Linked DNA regions of Arachis hypogaea: region 1 is linked to region 2. A link is a contact called in public Hi-C data. All regions are on one chromosome and are shown on one strand. The core of a region is the stretch at or near the end of the contact, and the rest is flanking DNA. Distances in the headings are between cores, read along the strand shown.

Evidence for each region. A called contact is a pair of places that touch in the nucleus more often than the background predicts.
Region 1: a Hi-C map of leaf shows a contact between it and region 2, with 2.9 times the contacts expected there. The contact joins the promoter of LOC112802469 here to the promoter of LOC112802441 in region 2. A contact is called at or near these places in 4 of 8 Hi-C or Micro-C datasets (leaf and an unstated tissue).

Annotation. Positions count from the first base shown.
Region 1 is chr1:38,099,125-38,103,820 of arahy.Tifrunner.gnm2.J5K5, reverse strand. LOC112802469 (transcription factor MYB3) reads right to left here and starts at 2,826. Exons shown (of 3, transcript XM_025845706.2): 1 at 2,587-2,826; 2 at 2,311-2,440; 3 at 1,167-1,627. The coding sequence starts at 2,734. The coding sequence ends at 1,306. LOC112802477 (probable glycosyltransferase At5g25310) reads left to right here. Exons shown (of 5, transcript XM_025845718.3): 5 at 1-220.
Region 2 is chr1:37,811,936-37,817,158 of arahy.Tifrunner.gnm2.J5K5, reverse strand. LOC112802441 (ethylene-responsive transcription factor ERF034) reads right to left here and starts at 2,364. Exons shown (of 1, transcript XM_025845667.3): 1 at 1,185-2,364. The coding sequence starts at 2,259. The coding sequence ends at 1,579.

The DNA of each region.
Region 1 (4,696 bases), core at 1,577-4,076, 290 kb before region 2:
ATCATCTTTGGAATGAGTTGTGGCCTTTATTTCCAAGCCCATTAACCGTGAACTATATTGTTTATTTTGTACAAAAACTATAGAGGGAGAATTTTTTTGTTTTATTTCCTAGTTACTTTTTCTTGATTTAGATTTCAATGTATAATATTAGTTCTTAATTTCTTATAAACGAAACACAAAAGGAGGAAAGGAGGGGTTGAAATGGATATTGTTTTCTACAGATTCGAATCTATTTGTCGTCTTCCCTATTTACACCCATTGTCACACTATTCGAATCAGCAAAAATTGATAGGAAATCTTATTTTAATGGCAAATTGAACGAAGGATTTTTTTGTTGCCATCTTAAAAGGTCACTGAATCATTCTAGCAGCCTCATGGGACGAAATGCAGTTAATTTTACAACCACAAAACTTGCCTATTAACATTTTATGTGGAAACAGAATGGACGTGGAAGGAAAAGGTTTGGAAAAATGAATTGAAAGATTGGGAATGATATAAAGTTAGAGTTTGAGAGTTGTTAGATTAGGTTAGAGTGGGTAATTTAGGAATTTTTGATAGTATTTTAGAGTGTGTAGTTTTATCTACCAAAACTTATCTTTCATAGCTACAAGCCTACAAGTTAGTCTTAATGTTTCTATTATTCTTCATTTTTAAAATAATCTCTTCAGCAATGGTGATCAAGTAGATAAGGATCATTACCAGAAATATAATGTCACAAGAAAAAAAGTAATTAGATAAAAAAATTGTGAAAAATAATATTGCACAAGAAATTAAATAAAAAAATTTTGATGTTGATGTTGTTGGTATTAGTGTTGATATTCATTGTAGTAGAGGAGATGACGATAATAATAACATATAGTTATATAATAGAAGTAGTAGAATTAGCAGTTATAATGATCAGAATGAAAAAAGTAGTGATAATAGTTGTTGGTCTTATTGATGAAAAGAACTTTGTGAAATTTAAATTTTCATAAATTATAAATAAATTGCTCACGAAACTAATTTTCGTTATTATTTGATGGATTTTCACAAATGATTCGTATTGTCTCAAAATAATAATGTTAAGAATCAATTGTTCCTTTTTTTTTCTCTGTAAGTCGCATTATGTTTAACGAAAATAGACCAGAGTTGTGAGATTAGTTTTTACTTTCAAATATCAACAAACATTGGATAATATAGCAATTTTATTGCATATAAGACCAATCATTAATTCTTACACATTTCATTACTACTAGCTGAAATTCAAAATAATTTATTTCAATTTCATGTCATTTCTTTTTTTCATTTTTGTATTCTCATGACTCGTCAAATTCTAACTTCTAAGTACTTGTTTACCCAATCAAAACCAAAGGATCCTTCAGTAGAGAAATTAAAAAATTCGTTCACATCGAAGCTAATATCTAAATTTTCGTCACTCCCATTATTAATGGCTCCATTATGCTCTAACATTATTTCACTGTCCTCCATATTATTAGGGTTATTATTGAGTGTGGCACCACTTTCTTTTGCTGTTGAAGTTGATGGTTCCCCTGCATTGGGATGGACTTTTTTGCACAAATGAGAATTCCAATGGTTCTTTATTTCATTATCTGTTCGCCCTGGAAGCCTCCCAGCTATCAGAGACCATCTACACACACAAAGGAGAAGTAGACTGTAAAAAACTATTAATGAATTTAGAAAATTTTGCTAAAAGAAGTTACATTAAAATCTTAGGTTAAAGTGAGAGATAAAATGAGTGTTAGATATTTGGATTTATGACATGCGCAAAAAAGGGAAAAAAAATACCTTCAACATCAATTGTGAAGTATGCTTATTGAAGTATTCTTATCTTTTTTTGAATAGAGATGTGTGTTTTATTTAAATGACCGAGTTTGAAATTTTTTTTGTCTAAATATAATGTACCGTGAACGTGAATAGTAATTTCAATACTTTTAGTGCTTTTACTTTTAGTGTGTTTTTTTTTTTTTTTTACATTGTTAGTAAAAATTTCTGCATTTTTTTAAAGTTTTAGTGACAATTTCAATATTTTTTGTATATTTTCTAAAAGTGCCAATGATATTTTCAATTGTTTCCTTAAATTGCAAATGATTCTTTAATTATAGTCCATAATTAGGTCAACTTTTTGTTTTGTTTTGTTTTTTTTTTTTTCAAATTCAATGATTTGATAAAAGACACAGGTCTCTATAATATACAAAAGAAATAAATATTTCGTACTCAGCACCTACATTTCCCTTTCTTTCGTTTTTTTTTCTTCTTTTCATATAATATCTTCTAAAATTTCTTATTACAATTGTGTATATATTAACAAACCTGTTTCCTAGAAGTTTGTGAAGCCTAAGAATCAAGTCTTCTTCTTCAATTGTTATGTTTCCCCTCTTGATATTGGGTCTAAGATAGTTTAACCATCTCAGCCTGCAACTTTTTCCACATCTTTTTAGACCTGCCAGAGCATACAATAATATATTGTAACACATGTTAAGAACAATTATAATTTTGTTTATTTTGCTTGTAAATAAAATTGAGTTGGATCCAAAACAGAACAAAACAAAACATGTCTCTAGTCTCTACTATATATATATTGATGACCTGATTTGACTGCAAGAGTCTTCCACCTCTTTGCACCATGAATTTCAATGAACCGAGCTAGTTTATCATCTTCTTCCGGGGTCCATGCCCCTCTATTCATCATCACTGATGATATCTTAGTTGACTTTTTATTATTCTTTGGAGCCATTAGTGTGTGACGACTAAGGCTTTTCCTTTGGTGTTTTAAGAGTACAAAGGTTTAATAAATATTTGTGTTTGGTTATGACATTATATCAAAGAAGGGTTGATTGGTCACTATATATGCATATGCCTTATTTGAAGGGTCAGTGGGTTCATGCATCTACCCTTCTTCCTTCCTTAGGAAGGTGAAAATAAATAAATAAAAAAATGAGAAGCCCCAACCAGTCAACTTCCATTATATATAGACTAATTCTTTGGACTTCAAGAATGGGATGTAGGATGAGAATTAAGTGACATTGAATACGTCACTTTAGTTATAAATCTTTGTCATATTTAATATTTTAGATTTGGTACCTTATTACTATTTAAATCCAACCAAACAGGTTTAATAATAATGAAAACCACTTTCATTAAAAGAGCGTGTATACCTTTTTAATAATAACAAAAAATTTCAAAAAAACGTTATTTGTCTCTTCGCGCTCTAATATAAAAAATCGTTCATAAAATTGTAATAAAAAAATTTGAAATTTCTCTCAAAATCTCTCAAAAATCTTTTGAATTCTCTACGAAAATTACTGCAAAATCTGATAGTGCATTTGAGATCATCAATAAAAAACACAGAAAAAAAAAATAACAAAGATTCTTCAAGGTACTAACTTGTTCATTATGTTCAGTTTTCTCCTTCACATTCTCGCATTTTTTGCATTTCTATTAGTTCGGTGTAGAATTTAGTGGATCAAGTTCGTTCATTTAGTAGAACGAGTTTCTTTGATTCAATTTTTTCTTGTTTTTCTCTGTAACTGGTGCATCTAACGAAACTGTGTTATTAGTTTATTGATTTTGATAAATAATTTTGGTTTATTTCTTAGTTTACTTGAGATTCATTTGGATCTAGAAATGAATTGGATGTGTTTTTGTTGATGATTGAGTCTTTTTTATTGTTTGTTCAAATCTGAACTAATTTCGGTTCATTTTTGTGTTAATTGAGGTTCACTTGATGCTGCTGATAAGTATTGACCAAATTTTTTATTTCTTAAGTAACTTCGGTTCATTTCTTAGTTTATTTGAGGTTCATTAGATCCAAAAATGAATTCGATGTGTTTTTATTGATGATTAAGTCTTTTTGACTTCCTGTTTAAATCTGAACTAATTTTAGTTCATTTGTATGTTAATTGAGGTTCACTTGATGCTGCTGATAAGTACTGACCAAATTTTTTATTCCTTAAGTAATTTCGGTTCATTTCTTAGTTTAATTGTGGTTCATTTGGATCCAGAAATGAATTGGATGTATTTTTGATGATTGAGTCTTTTGACTACTTGTTTAAATTTGAACTAATTTCGGTTTATTTGTGTGTTAATTGAGGTACACTTGATGCTGCTGATAAGTACTGACCAGATATTTTATTCTTTAAGTAATTTCGGTTCTTTTTTTAGTTTAATTGAGGTTCATTTGGATCTAGAAATGAATTTGATGTGTTTTTGTTGATGATTGAGTCTTTTTGATTACTTGTTCAAATCTGAACTAATTTCAGTTCATTTGTGAATTAACTGACGTTCACTTGATTCTGCTATTAAGTATTGACCAAATTTTTTATTCCTTAATAATTTCGATTCATTTTTAAGTTTAATTGAGGTTCATTTCATTTCGTTTGGCTTCACTTTGCTAAACTTGTTTATGCGTGCTTGTTTAGTTAGTTATAGCTCTGATTTTTGTCAGTTGTATATATTCAATGTGTTTTTGTTGATGATTGAGTATTTTTGACTGCTTGTTCAAATATGAACTAATTTCGATTTCTTTGTGAATTAACTGAGGTTCACTTCATCCTGCTATTAAGTATTGACTAATTTTTTTATTCTTTAAGTAATTTCAGTTCATATCTTAATTTATTTCGATTCATTTCTTAGTTTATTTAGGTTTATTTCTTAATTTATTTCGGTTCATATGAATAAATTTCTTTCAATTGTAGGA
Region 2 (5,223 bases), core at 1,115-3,614:
TAGAAGAAGAGGAAATTAGGGTTGAGAGAAAGAGGCGTGGTGTGTGTCTTTGCTAGAGGAGGGGAACATCACATTAGGTTAGATTTTTTTTTTAGCATCAAGACGATGCCGTTTTAAGGAAAATAAAAAATTGGAGCCTTTAAAAACTTGTTCGGTTTGCGTGGTTTGTCGGTTAATTATTGGTTCAGCCACTTTTTTCACCAATTTTTGCAAAATAGTTCTGGGAGTCAAACCGGACCAGTCAGATGACTGGTTTCAATAATCCGGTCGAACTGGTTGGTTCGATCTGATTTTTAGAACAATGCACGCTGTCCTGTGCATATCGCAGAGGAAGCGTGATTTGTGACCTTCTTCATTGAAACGTGTTAGGCTTTGCAAAAGAGACGTTGCGGCGGAAGGAGGATGGCGTTGTTAGTCAGCGGCACAGGTGGAACGAGACTCAGCGGCTGGACAGCGCAGCGTGCGACTATAAAGAGAGATAAGAGTTTATGTGGTTGTTTTTTTCAACTGGGAATGAGAGTGAAAGACAAATTACGATTAGAATGACTTTTTGAGTACTATTTTAATTTAGGTGAATGATATGATGCTTAATGTTTGCCTAACTTATTTTTTATGGCAACTTTTGAATATTTAATAATTATTTATTTTTATATTTTATAAATTAAATATTAATTTTTAACTTTTTTTTATAAATTAGACAAACACTTTTAGACACCGTAGTAATCACCTTTAATTTATTACAATTAGCTCTACCACTAATTGGCCTCTTGTACTTTTTCATAATGATATATCATCACCTTATGATATGCCTCTCCTTTCAGCTTTAAGTCAAAGATAAAAGCATAAAGCTGGTATATTTAATTAAAAAATAGTGCTATAATAATTTTATAACGACAAACATTAGTATTAGAACTTTAAAGAATTCTCACAACAAAACGTGGTCATCAACACTTTATTATTCTAAATAAGCCAGGAGAAACAACAACTGGGAATCCGTAAAAGGAAATACCCATTTGAGAATCTTATTCCACAAACTAACCTCATACATAATTAAATGGAATTCTGACCAATAATGTTTAAAATAAATAAAAAAAAACACTTGTTTTTCAGTAATTTTGATATAATTTAAGACATGAGAATCTGGAGATTAAGAGATCCAAATGTAAAAGACGATGATGGACAACTCGATTACCGTATCAAACACAATTGATGAGTGCAATATTTTTATTAGGACTAATATTTACAAAATCCTTGCATGAAAACCCCACTATACGTTGTGGAATTAAGGAAACAGCCAAGTGAAGAGGCACATCAATCAATCTATAGTAACAAATTTTGACCATTTTGTGGGTGGAAATAAACTTTGCAATTGGCAATTGGCAATTGGCCGATGACGCATGACATGCCATGGACCAAATTAAAGTAGATGCTATAGCTAGGGGCTTCAAGGTTCTAGGTAGTGGATAGAGTACCACCAAAAAAGTGAAAGGAACGAAAGGAAAAGAGGAAAAAGAAGCAGCACAATCAACAAAATGTAAAGGGAAACATAGGTTGTCCATACTAAGTAACTTAATAAGGCTACCATAAGAACGGTTCTTCAAGCCGGAAATCTGAGTCTAGATGTTCGGCTTCGGCTCCAGCTATGACCCAAGCCGAGAGGTAATGAAACTCATCAGAACTATGATTCAAGTCTGATGATAGATCAGGGAGATTCATGAACATGTCATCCTCACCCTTCGATAATGATGAAGTAGAACTTGATGATATTTGAGTTTGACTTGAAGAAGACTCGACTTGGCTTAGTTCGGACTCGGCTTCTAATTCTATGTCATGGCTTTCATGGTGATAATTCATGACGGCCGCTTTGGCTGCGGCTGCTTGAATGTCTTTAGGGCAATTGCTAGCCGGACGAGGCAATTCGGCTATTAGCTCAGGAAAATTGAGGTAAGTTGAGCTGCCCTTGATTGTTAGAGCCGCCACATCATGAGCTCGAGCCGCCATCTCGGCCGTGGGAAAAGTTCCAAGCCAAATCCTAGATTTCTTCCTAGGCTCCCGAATTTCGGATACCCACTTTCCCCATTGGCGCATTCGTACTCCTCTATAAGTTGGGTGCCTCCCATCATTGCTCCTCTTCAAAACTACCTTCTTCTTCTTCTTGGAGGAGGAGGAAGAGGAGGACGTGGAGGGTATAATGGGGAAAGAGAAGGACGTAGTTGGTTGTGTTTCGCTCTCTAAAGGGACAGTTTCTTCCATGTCCATTGGAGGAAATAATGGAAAGTGAGAAGAGAGATTGTTGTGTGTGTATGTGTGTGATGGAATGAGTGAAGGGGAAATATATGTGGTGAGTAAGCGAGAGCTTTGAATTAAGTTGAGGTGGGTGGAGCTGTGAACTATACTTATAATTCTTTCACATATTAATTAAAGAAATGGGCCCGGCTGAAAAGAAACAAACAAATGCTTCTGTGTGCACTTTGCATTGTATTCCTTTTATCTCACTTTCTTTCTGCCGTCACGGTTTGGACATTTATAAACCAGATTAATCTTATGGATAATTTTAACGTGGTAATTTAGTAGCACAAATACTTCTTAAATTGTGTCATTTGAAACCAATGAGAAAAAATTGTGGTTGAAGTTGTATAAAAAACCAAACAAGTAGTTGTTCTAAAAATGTATAAATATTTTATGACCAATTAAATTACACATCTAAAATATATTACATAAAATATTGATACTATTTTTTTCACTATCATTCTCTCTTATAAATATTTTGTCCAATACACACTAATGACTAATCTATACACAACTTACACTAAACTGAGTCATCATCTGTTTTCCTCCTTGTGAGGCAAGAATCCGACTCTTTTAAAGTTTTATTATTCCTTTAGACATCATTAATTACCATTGAATTAAGATAGTGAAGTTTAGAAAAAATAAATATTATAAATTTAAAAATGATTAAAACATCACTTTACTACTTTACTAATATTGTCACTTTAGAGGATCTTTTTTCGTGAGACAGTGAATCGAAGAATTATCCAAATAAAAACATGAAAAAGAAGAAAAATGACACAAATAACACTATTTACTACAACTTTGGATTAAGTATGAGTAATGACAATTACCAAACGTAAAAGTGGCCATACAGAAAGGCATAAAAATTTGTTTTATATAAATAATTTCCTCAAATTTGGTCCGTTCTTGTACAAATTAAATTTTCGTGTACATTGCTAAGAAAATACTTTGTTAAGCTCTCTAGCTTTCTCTTGATTATCCAAATTAAATGTACTATTCCTGTAGCGATATTGTTCATTTATTTTCTTGGTGTGACGTCATTTCGATCGTATTCATTTAACAGCTTGATTAATTAGTGTCCAATATTAATCTTCAAGTGGATCTTACATTATTAGTGGCATTTTTCTTTGTATAATCATCATATCATATAATTGATGATAGCTTAGATGTCACACTGTCCATATCCGTGTATTTATCCTTAGCTCCAAATCAAAGTGGGGATCCAAAACAAAAATGGGCCTTAGGGTCTCATAATATAGGAAACATTTCAAGTGCACCGGGGAGTACCGGTGCACCAGTTGTTTTAACCGTTGATCTGAATTAATATATATTATATATATTTTTTATAATTTAGATCAATGGTTAAAACAACTGGTGCACCGGTACTCCCGGTGCACTTGAAATGCTTCCCATAATATATATTCAATTTTACCATATAAATGAGATAAATTGTAAACGAGATATGTTTAAAATTATTTCGTTTATCATATAAATGAGATATGCATAATCGTTGTTTATATAAAAAATTCGTGTACGGCGTGATTTCTGTCACATTCATTCACTTTTTTATTTCTTTTCTCTTTTTTTTAGACATTTTTTTATATTAGGGTTAAGTACGATTTTGGTTTCTAAGGTATAGGTTGAAAATTTTTTTAGCCTTCAACCTTTTTTTACATACAAAATTGTCCCTAAAATTCAATATACTTTTAAAATCATCCTTTTAGATAGATTAATTTTTTAAATGACAAAACTACCCCTTCTCTCTCTTTTCACCACCACCACTACCACCACTATTCCATCTACTACTACTCCATCACCATATGCACCAAGAAACAACCTTCAACAACAACCTCAAATAAATCAAAATAAAACATCAATTCATCACCAAAACCATCATCGTTAACAAAAAATAAGAAAATAATTATCATCATTGTCAAAACAAACATTAACAAGAAAGGGAGGGGAAGGGCGGCAGAGGGCAGAGAGGGAAGGAGAAGGGAGGCGCGGCGGTGATGCTAGAAACGCGAGAAATACAACCACCACCTCCCCAACGATGACAAGAAATACGAGAGACACAACCACCACCTACTATCATCATCTCCAAAATTCCTTCAGCAATGACACCACATAAACATACTAAGGCACCAAGCACACAAAAACCGATAACACAGATCATACCAAAGACTCACCACATAACTAACCTAAAACTTCACTTCCCTACAAGCCAAACAAAATAAAGCAAAGAGAAACCCCCCGAAACACGCCAAGGCCCAATGAGCTATTAGGATTAGGATTGAATAGTGAATAGAGAATAGATTGAATTCGAGGAATTCATCATAGAGTTAGCATTTGATTCGAAGAGGTTGTGCTATATCACAGTAACCACACATCCCAATGTCCCAGCAAACAACAACAACATTATTTTGCCCCAAAGAAAATGAAATTGTGAGGGACGTATGGTTTAGAACCCTCGTCATTAATACTATCGAACTGAGAGTTTGCACTTTCAACAGATTTGGAAAGAGGCAAGTTTGGAAAGCGAAGGAAGGGGAGAGGATGGGAAGGGCAGCAGAGGGCAGGGAGCCAGGGAGGGGATAGGGAAGGGAGGGAGGGCTAGGGTGCAAGGGCGAGGGCGAGGGCCAAGCGACGACGAGGGCAAGGTGCTGCAAGGTGAGGGTGAGTCGCGGAGAGGTTAGGGCGTGAGTTGCGGTGCTTCGAGGGCGAGGGCTAAGCGATGGCGAGGGTAAGGTGCTGTGAAGCAAGGTGCTGCAAGGCTAGGTGCTACGTGTCGTAGAGAGATTGCTCGAGGGAGTGGTGGCGATGATGTGACAAAGGATTTTAATGGTAGGGGAGAGGGAGGAGGGGGAGTCCAGGTAAGAGGGGAAGAGATGGATGTGGCGGTGGTTGGGCTCTGTATCTTCTTTTTTTCTG